Regions from separate parts of the Mus musculus genome. Here region 1 is linked to region 2. A link is a contact called in public Micro-C data. All regions are on one chromosome and are shown on one strand. The core of a region is the stretch at or near the end of the contact, and the rest is flanking DNA. Distances in the headings are between cores, read along the strand shown.

What was found. Hi-C and Micro-C count contacts between places; a contact is called where the count stands out from the background.
Region 1: a contact with region 2 is called in a Micro-C map of the HL-1 cell line, with 5 times the contacts expected there. The contact joins two enhancer-like sites. A contact is called at or near these places in 1 of 484 Hi-C or Micro-C datasets (the HL-1 cell line) and 2 of 115 datasets of contacts at active chromatin or transcription factors (extraembryonic endoderm stem cells and pancreatic cancer cells).

What each region holds. Positions count from the first base shown.
Region 1 is chr10:108,446,722-108,451,020 of GRCm38.p6, reverse strand. Gm36283 (predicted gene, 36283) reads right to left here. Exons shown (of 3, transcript NR_155870.1): 2 at 1-52. Among named protein-coding and RNA genes, the nearest start is that of Gm36440, 4.1 kb to the right of the region's middle. Within about 2 kb of position 2,395, at least 15 of the 459 cell types and tissues checked have an H3K27ac peak or open chromatin away from gene starts, as enhancers often do. A contact at or near this core is called in the HL-1 cell line, where this site is marked.
Region 2 is chr10:108,106,230-108,110,591 of GRCm38.p6, reverse strand. No RefSeq gene overlaps it. Among named protein-coding and RNA genes, the nearest start is that of Gm40754, 52 kb to the left of the region's middle. Within about 2 kb of position 2,006, at least 5 of the 459 cell types and tissues checked have an H3K27ac peak or open chromatin away from gene starts, as enhancers often do. A contact at or near this core is called in the HL-1 cell line, where this site is marked.

The DNA.
Region 1 (4,299 bases), core at 1,146-3,645, 340 kb before region 2:
TCAATGGTTCGGAATTTCTGCAAGCTCCTTGTGAAATCCTTGTGGCTTGAAACTGTTCATGGTAGGAAAAAAATTTTCACCATAGGAATTAAGCAAATGCTACACAAATCAAGACTGCCTCCTCGCTACCCCTTGCCCTAAAAGTCAGTTTCCTCGTACTCCTGTGGAAATGACAGAGAAGGGCCTGAGGCCCTGAGAGTGATAAACAGCTCATCTTTCAAGCCTTAGATGACAGAAAACTCAGTCCCCCTCTTGCCTACTTATTTCCCTGTCTGCTTTCTGCCGGACAAAACCAAACCCAACTGGAACAAATTCCCACACAGAACCTGGGATCCAGCTACCACAGCTTTGCAACTTTAAGGTAATCGAAAAGGAATTTTCTGACTAGTTTTGCCTAAGTCAAGGATCCACATCTTAGCATTGTCTGTAGCAGCCAGGGATGTGGGTTCCATGGTACAAACCTGCTCCCCCCAAACTGTCCTTGTAATAGGTTCTGTAAGTTTACACCCACAAAAGAAGACAAGGGCCAAGCATGGCATTCGAATTAGTTCACCATGCTACCAGGAACATACGGATCTTTAGTGTCTAGATTCTATATTGTCTAGTCTATATCCCTTTAAGCCTATATATCTGAATTATTTTTCAAAACTCCATCATAAATAATGTCAACATGTTCTTTTCATAATTGTTAGATACAGATATTCTGTACCTGCTTAGCCATTCAATACTGTCCCTCATTACCTGAGTTTCATGTCCTAGTTATTTCAACATGGCCTCCCTCTTCACTTAGCGATTCCTTTATGTTGGTTCTAACACACAATTCTAACCAGAAATGCCTGACCGGGGCTGTTCAAATGACGATGCTTTGCCGGCAGAAAGGTACGAGAGTGTGGCCTTCAAGTGTCCACTGCAGTGCAGATCAAAACACCCACGAGAAAGCAAGACAGTAATGTCCCCGAGACAACAGGGGGATAGAGAAGCCCTTTGGCTTAATGAGAGGCCAGATATAACTGCATCAGGGAAGAGTGGTCAGCCTCTATAGCTGGAGGCTTGTGATTTGGAGAGCTAAAGGGACAGCAAAGGCCATGGCCACAGTAGTGAACAGAAATGTGTTCCAATCAACTCTGACATAATGACCTTTACTCCTATTGAATCAATTGCCATAGACGAATTCAAGGATCTAAATTTAGCACTAAATTACATGTATTTAAATGAATTTGTGAGTGGTCTGTTATTAGTTCCTTCACTGGATCTCACACAAGGCTAGGAGATCTGAGGTAAAGCATACAAATAGCAGACTTTTATCAAGTACAAGAGAATATCGCAGAATGTGACAAACCATGCTCCCAGAGAGGAAGTGGGCTGTTGTGTCCATGATCACAGTCTCCTTAGTAACTTCCATAAGATGCCGTAGCATCCATGAGGCCCCAGTTCCCTCACTGATGTCTGATCTTCAGATGGACATACCAGTCTAACTAGATCAATAGGACACAAAAGCCAGCGCTATTAGAATGTTCGCACAATCTCCTTTGAAGGAGATGCTAGGAAGGGATGTTCCCTCTCCTCCTCTGCCTCCCCAGAAAGGAGGGAAGTACTGTAGAAAGGTAGGCTCTATTCCAACAGTGGAAGACGAAGACCCAGATAGGAAAAGAGAGAATGAAGAGAGCCACTGAACAATAGGGACTTTAAAGGCCATAGGAAGACGAGACATTCCTCTTATACCCCAATGGACCAGAAGAAACAGATTTAGGCTCTGACCAACATCCCAAATAAAAACTGGGGAGAGAAAGCAGAAAAGTTGCATCTTAGAGAAAGATGGACAGGCCCAAAGTTGGCCGGGACCGAACTAGGGAGCAGGAATTCTGGGAAGGAAAAGAAAAGAATAGTAGCCTTTAAAGGGATAATTATTCTACCTCCTTCTGTTTTTTTTGTTTTTGTTTTTGTTTTTGTTTTTGTTTTAAGAATGACTTGAGGTGAGTCTACCTTCCTGGGGTGGTCCTGCCTTTTTTAGAAGAGCAGTGGTGACCTGACCCAACTGAACTATCTGGTCTCTACCACAGCCAGAGAGTTGGCGTCCCTTTGATCTGGAGGGGGTCTAGTTTCCCCTGAATAGACACTTACTACTGTTGGGTTACCTCCACTTTAATATACTGTATACTGAGTATCACTAAGAACAACATAAAACTCTGCATTACAGTCCATGTTTAAAGAACTCCGCAGATCTGAGGAACGGGGATTGCAGGAAGTCAACCTTTCTGTAGACGCAGTTGTTTGATGAAAAACTTTCGAGAAAACAAATGATGCAATTTACAGAGTAGCCGGAGTCCCTGCCAAAGTCCCTTCTTGCTTGGAGAGAACTGGGCTAGGCCTCCACAGGACGAGGCCGTGATAGAGATGTGACTCGCCACTGTCAACACCAAGCTGTGGAGTGAAGAGTGACTTGGAGAGGAAAGAGTCACCATCTCTGAACTGAGCCAGCACATGGTCCTCGAGAGCCAGAAGGAGGAGCCGGAGAGACAAGCTAACGTGCAGAGGATGTGCCAGCTGTCCAGACTGGATACTCTCTGGAGTAGCAAAAACCAAAGGGTTTCTTATAGCTCTTATCAACTACAAAGAAGGCTAGAAGGTAGCTGGGTTTAAGTCAACAAGCTTCTCAATTAAGCACGTATCGTGGCGCGAAGCAGATCACCGCACCTCGGGGACTCAGCATCCCCAAGGATATGTGGTATAGTCCTCCTAAGAGCCAGCACATGAACCGGCTCAGGGGGCACACGCCTTTAATCCCAGCACTCGGGAAACCAAGGCAGGCAGATCTCTGGAATTCGAGGCCAGCCTGGTCTACAGAGCCGAGTTCCAGGACAGCCAGGGTTACACAGGGAAACCCTGTCTGGAGAGGGGGAAAAGCCAGAGACATGAGATTTTCTATGTAAAACTCCAAAGAAACAGAGCCACGTAGTCAACACTGGTCAAATAAGCAGCTACGCCCTACAGAGAACACAGCAGCCTCTCTAGGGCAAGGAAGAGCCTTCAGATCCTATAGCAAGTGTTGTCGGGGTTGGGCTGGGGAGTAAGTGGGGGGGGGTGCTAATACTAAGGATTATCACCTCTACCTCTTTGAAGGAGGAGGCAGAGACTTTGAAAGCAACTGACTTTAGACATTGAAAATGAATACTGCCAGCCTTAAGACTTTCGGGATCCAGGGCACTGAGCTGAGGTGCCACTAAGGAGGCTTATGGCAAGTGGCAGGCAGAGAATTTTGACAGAGTACACTTAGTAACAATTACGGGGGGGGGGGGAACCCTTTCATGTTTGTACCCAGATGCAAGCAAATATCCTCACTAAACTGCTCTTATGTTAATGTTTGCACTTCCTGAACACAAGGAGAAGTGCCCCTCCACAGAGGTTTCCAGGGAAGCAACAGAAGGGACAGGGTGGCAGCTGTGATAAGGTTGTGGTGTTTGAAGGTTACGGTAAGTCTCCATCGAAGGCCAGATATATTGTAGAACAACGGCTGAGTTGAGAAGGGTGGAGCCCCAGAGTCCATCTCAGAAAAGAAATCATTCTCTTGAGCGACTCTAGTTGTCACAAAGGCTGTTGCGAAAGCAGTTGCGCTCTCGATGTAGTTTCTGGCTCCTCTGACGGCTGTCCTTATACTTGTGTGAGTTAAACGCAGACACAAATGTAGCCAAATTCAGACTGGGGACGGAGAGTCAGAACAACTGTTGTGTGGTGACACTTGGGAGCCAGTCCCTGGCTTTTTTTTTTTTTTCTTCCCTTTCTATTAAAAAAAAAAAAACAGTTAGCAAAAGTTCTTTGGCTTAGCAAACCAGATAGAGCATGCAACATTTGAGCCCCAATGCATGACATAAGAAGATGCCCATTTTCATTCAGACTCTGAAATCTCAGGATAAGGAATGAAATGTCAAATAATTTCACACATCTATAGTTTGCTATGCAGCCTTTCCCAGAGACCTCTGCTTCCAGACGAACAGACAAGGGGATTTCCGGCAACCGACACTTGGGTAGAAGGGTCAGTGCCACATCTTTAGGTAACTGTGGTCAGAGGTAAAGATTGCTCCTTCCACAGCTCTGATCCAAAACTTCCTTTCCCCCGGGGGTCTGAGAAGCAGCAGCGCCAGACAGTCTCAGCATTCCTGACATTCCCTAAGGGCTGAGGCAACTCTAACCCTGGCCGCTCCTCAGGCACCTGAGGGACTGGACCACTAGCTCTTCCGTGGGGAGCTGAGTGCAAGGACAGGAGAAAGCCCTAAAGGCAACGCAGAGGAGGGTTAGAAAGTT
Region 2 (4,362 bases), core at 757-3,256:
TTATTCAAATACTGAAGTAGCTAGAAATCAACTGAACTAATATTGACATATGACAAATTTCATTTGGCCACACACTCTGTCAGAAGAAAAAAAAGGTTATTTTTCTTTAAATTAATTTATTCTCTCATACACTGCATCCTGACCACAGCTTCCCTTCCTTTCCCCACCCCCTCCCCACCTCCTCCCTCTCTATCAGCTCCTCCTGTTTCCCTTCAGAATAGGTTAGGCCTCCTAGGGGGGGTATCAACCAAACATGGCCTATCAAGTTGCAAGATTGCACATATCCCTCCCCCATATTAAGACTGGATGGGGCAACCCAGTAGGAGGACAAGGGTCCCCAAAGCAGGCAAAAACATCAGAAACAGTCACCACTTTTTTCTTTTTCATGAAGTTGATTATATTTGGAGAATGATACTTCAACCTACCTTACACTGATAAGTTAAATTGGTACCGGCAAGTAGAAGCATTCTGGTTCCATTTCCCTGAAAGGACAAATGCCATTAAAAAGTTCTACAGTGTCCTTTGTGGGTGTGGTGACTGTTGTGATCTTTGTGCGGCTCCAGAAAGACCACACCAGGCCAAACAGTTCCATGTGAGGTTTATTGAGAGAGAAAAGGGCAAGGTGGTGGCAGAAAGTGAAGGGGGAGAGGGGAAGGAGGGAGGGAGAGGGAGAGGGAGGGAGAGAGAGAGAGAGAGAGAGAGAGAGAGAGAGAGAGAGAGAGAGAGAGAGAGAGAGAGAGGTCTTCCTTTTTATATATGGATAGTGATGTAGCCACAGGTAAAGGTGGGAGGTGAACCAAGTAGATTCTGGGAATATGGTGGCTGTTGCCTTGCCAACAGATGTGTGGGTTGCATTGTCGCCTATATGCGATGTCACAGGTTTCAGAGGTCCTGATACCAACAGTGACAGTATTGGGCCCATCTTTTCCTGTAAACTTAGCAACATTTGTAGCCTTGCACACAAATATTTTCTTCTGCGTCTGGGTCTTAACAGAAGAATCAGTAGTGAAGGGCTAAATGTGGACTGAAATGAGAGATGGAGCAGGCCAAGCTACTACTGAATTGCTGTAAATGCCTCACTGTGAATGGCATTTTGTTTTTGTTTTCTGTTTGTTTTCTTTAAAAGTTCCTTAAAATTTATTTTCACACAGTATATTTCAATCATGTTTTTTTTTCTCCTCAAACTCCTCCCAGATTCTCCCCGTTGAAATAATAATTAATAAATCCTGGCAGTGGGTCCATTACTCATAACCTCAATGGTTTATGTTCCTGAATGAAAGACACACACACACACACACACACACACACCGTTTATATTTCAATATGCCTTAAACAACACAGTAGCTGGGCCACTGCCTAATCTCCATGAGGTTAATTCTGAGTAATTGCTTACTAACTGTCTTAGTCAGGGTTTCTATTCCTATACAAACATCATGACCAAGAAGCAAGTTGGGGAGGAAAGGGTTTATTCAGCTTACACTTTCCACACTGCTGTTCATCACCAAGGAAGTCAGGACTGGAACTCAAGCAGGTCAGGAAGCAGGAGCTGATGCAGAAGCCATGGAGGGATGTTACTTACTGGCTTGCCTCCCCTGGCTTGCTCAGCCTGCTCTCTTATGGAATCAAGACTACCAGCCCAGAGATGGCATCACCCACAAGGGGCCCTTCCCCCTTGATCACTAATTGAGAAAATGCCTTACAGCTGGATCTCATGGAGCCATTTCCTCAACTGAAGCTCCTTTCTCTGTGATAACTCCAGCTGTGTCAAGTTGACACAAAACTAGCCAGTACACTAACTCCATGTGCTATCTTGGCTGTGGTGGACCCAGTTGGACGCCCTCTGAGCTACGCCCTCTGAGCTGTGCACTCCTGGCTCCTTCACATGGTGGCCATGCCTCTCTGTCCTGCACTCTTCTCAGGCATGTCGTCTCTCCTTTCTTCCCTACTCTCCTGGCCTGGCAGATCTCCTTTTCCCTCTTTCCTGGTCCCAAGCCTGGGAAATCCTAAAATTGCACCTGTGTCGGTCCTCCCCAGCTATTGGCTGTTGGCATCTTTATTTACCAATCAGAACCAACTAGGGGCAGGTTCCTAGAAGCTGTGTGCAGACTCCTCTGCAGTTTTTTTTTGGGGGGGGGAGCATAATTAGCATTCATAATACAAGCAGCTACACTCCCCATCTCTGTACCCACTTAGCTTCAAGCCCTTTATCTTTCAAAGGAAAAAAAATAAGAAAAATGTTAAAATAAAACAAAAGGCTCACCAAAAAACCCCATGAGGTCTCTCTCTCTCTCTCTCTCTCTTTCTTTGTTGGTCAACCACTTTTGGGTATGGGACCTGCGCTGAAGTGTGGTTGATATACCCAGTGTCATTCTGTTTCTGTTAGGATTACTATTGCTGTGATGAAACACCATGACCAAAGTAATTTATTTCACCTTAAACTTCCCGGTAACAATCCATTCCTGTGGGGAGTCAAAGCCGGAACTCAAACTCAAACAGGGGAGGATCCTGTAGGCTGGAGCTGATGCAGAGGCCATGGAGGAGTTCTGCTTACTGGCTTGGTCCTTATGGCTAGCTTACCCTGCTTACTATAGAAACAACCTAACCAGGAAAGGCACTACGTACAATGGAGCATTAATCAATCATATCTTACAGCTGGATCTTATGGAGGCATTTCCTTGACTGAGGTTCCCTCCTTCCAGATAACTCTAGCTTGTGTCAAGCAAAGTATTAAGGAGTCAGCACACATTTCCTTGGAGGAAACGGATTCCCCCTTTCCCACCATGTATCAATTGCAAACAGCTTCTTGGTTAGGGAAGGGGCTTTGTGTCTCTTTTCCATTCTCCTCTCTTGGATTTTGTCAGGTTTGAACCTGTGAAAGCCATGTGTGTATTGCCACACTCTCTGTGAGTTCACATGTGTATCAGACCTGTTTTATTTGGTGACTTTTTTTTTTTTCTGGAGATATTTACCATCCCTGGCTCTCACAATTTTTCTACATTCTCTTCAGCATAGATCCCTGAGCCTTGAGCAGAGGGTTTTGTTAACACATCCCAATTAGAACTGAGTGCTCTAAAGTTTCTCATTCTCTGCATACTGTCCAATTATGACTGTCTGTTAATTCCCACCTAGTGCAAGCAGGAGCTTCTCTGATGAGGACTGAGCGATACACTGGTCCATACAGCAATATGTCACATCAAGTGTTACTCTGTTGCTATGTTCTGCAATAGAATAATAACAACAGGCTTTCCTTTAGGCCCATGGTATATCTTGTCTCAGGCTCTTGGCTACTTTATCAGTGTTGAGCATGGGTTTCATTTCATAGAGTGGTCCTTAAGTCCAAGAAAAAGTGGTTGGTTACACCCACAACAGCTGTACCGCCGTTGTGCTTCTATATCTTGCAGGCAGATCATTGTTGTCATTTGTAGGGTTTGTAGCCCACTGATACTGATGGCTACCTTTCTCATTGGTAGCATATAGAGTACCTTCCAGCCACCACAAATACTAGTCAGTAGGCAGAAAGCTTCTAGTTAGGCACTAGCTCCACTTCTCAGTATTCAATGACATAAGTGTTACTCTTAGAACTAGGGTCTTATCATGGAGTGGAGAGCAGCCAATAGCCTTGGCAATAGCCTATGGTGTTTTGAGAGGTATTCACGGAACTCCCTTGGTCAATTATTCCACAAAACGAAACCCATTTCCCGGCACTGGGGAGGATTTTACTTGATGAGTGAGACAGGAGACAGGATTAAGGAGGCAGTGCCAGGAGGGACAACTAACACTAAAGGCTTTGTGAAAAATGATAGGAAAACCTACCACTGTAGAAGCTTCCTAAAACACACACACACACACACACACACACACACACAGACACACACACACACACACGAAAGGAATTTAAGTGTAGTCATCAAGCAATGGAGCAGACAATGTTCCAGCTAGACATTTTTTTTTTTTTCGTTTTTTGAGACAGGGTTTCTCTGTGTAGCCCTGGCTGTCTTGGAACGCACTCTGTAGAGCAGGCTGGCCTCGAACTCAGAAATCTGCCTGCCTCTGCCTCCTGAGTGCTGGGATTAAAGGTGTGCGCCACCATGCCTGGCTTCTAGCTAGACATCTTATACACAAAGGTTTTGAGAGAGGAAAGAGGTGCCTTCTAGACCATTCTGTCTTGCATGTTGTGCAACCTCAGCTAATGAATCCATTAGGTGCTCCTTTTATCTTCCATGACCATCCCTCCCAGTCTTGCACGGCATCCTCAAGGCTCTCTGACTGGCTGCTCTCTCTTATAAGCCCCCGGTGATATCTTTTGCCATCTCGAATCTGTGTGATGCCTGGAGCGTGCATGCGGTGGTCAACAACTTCCTC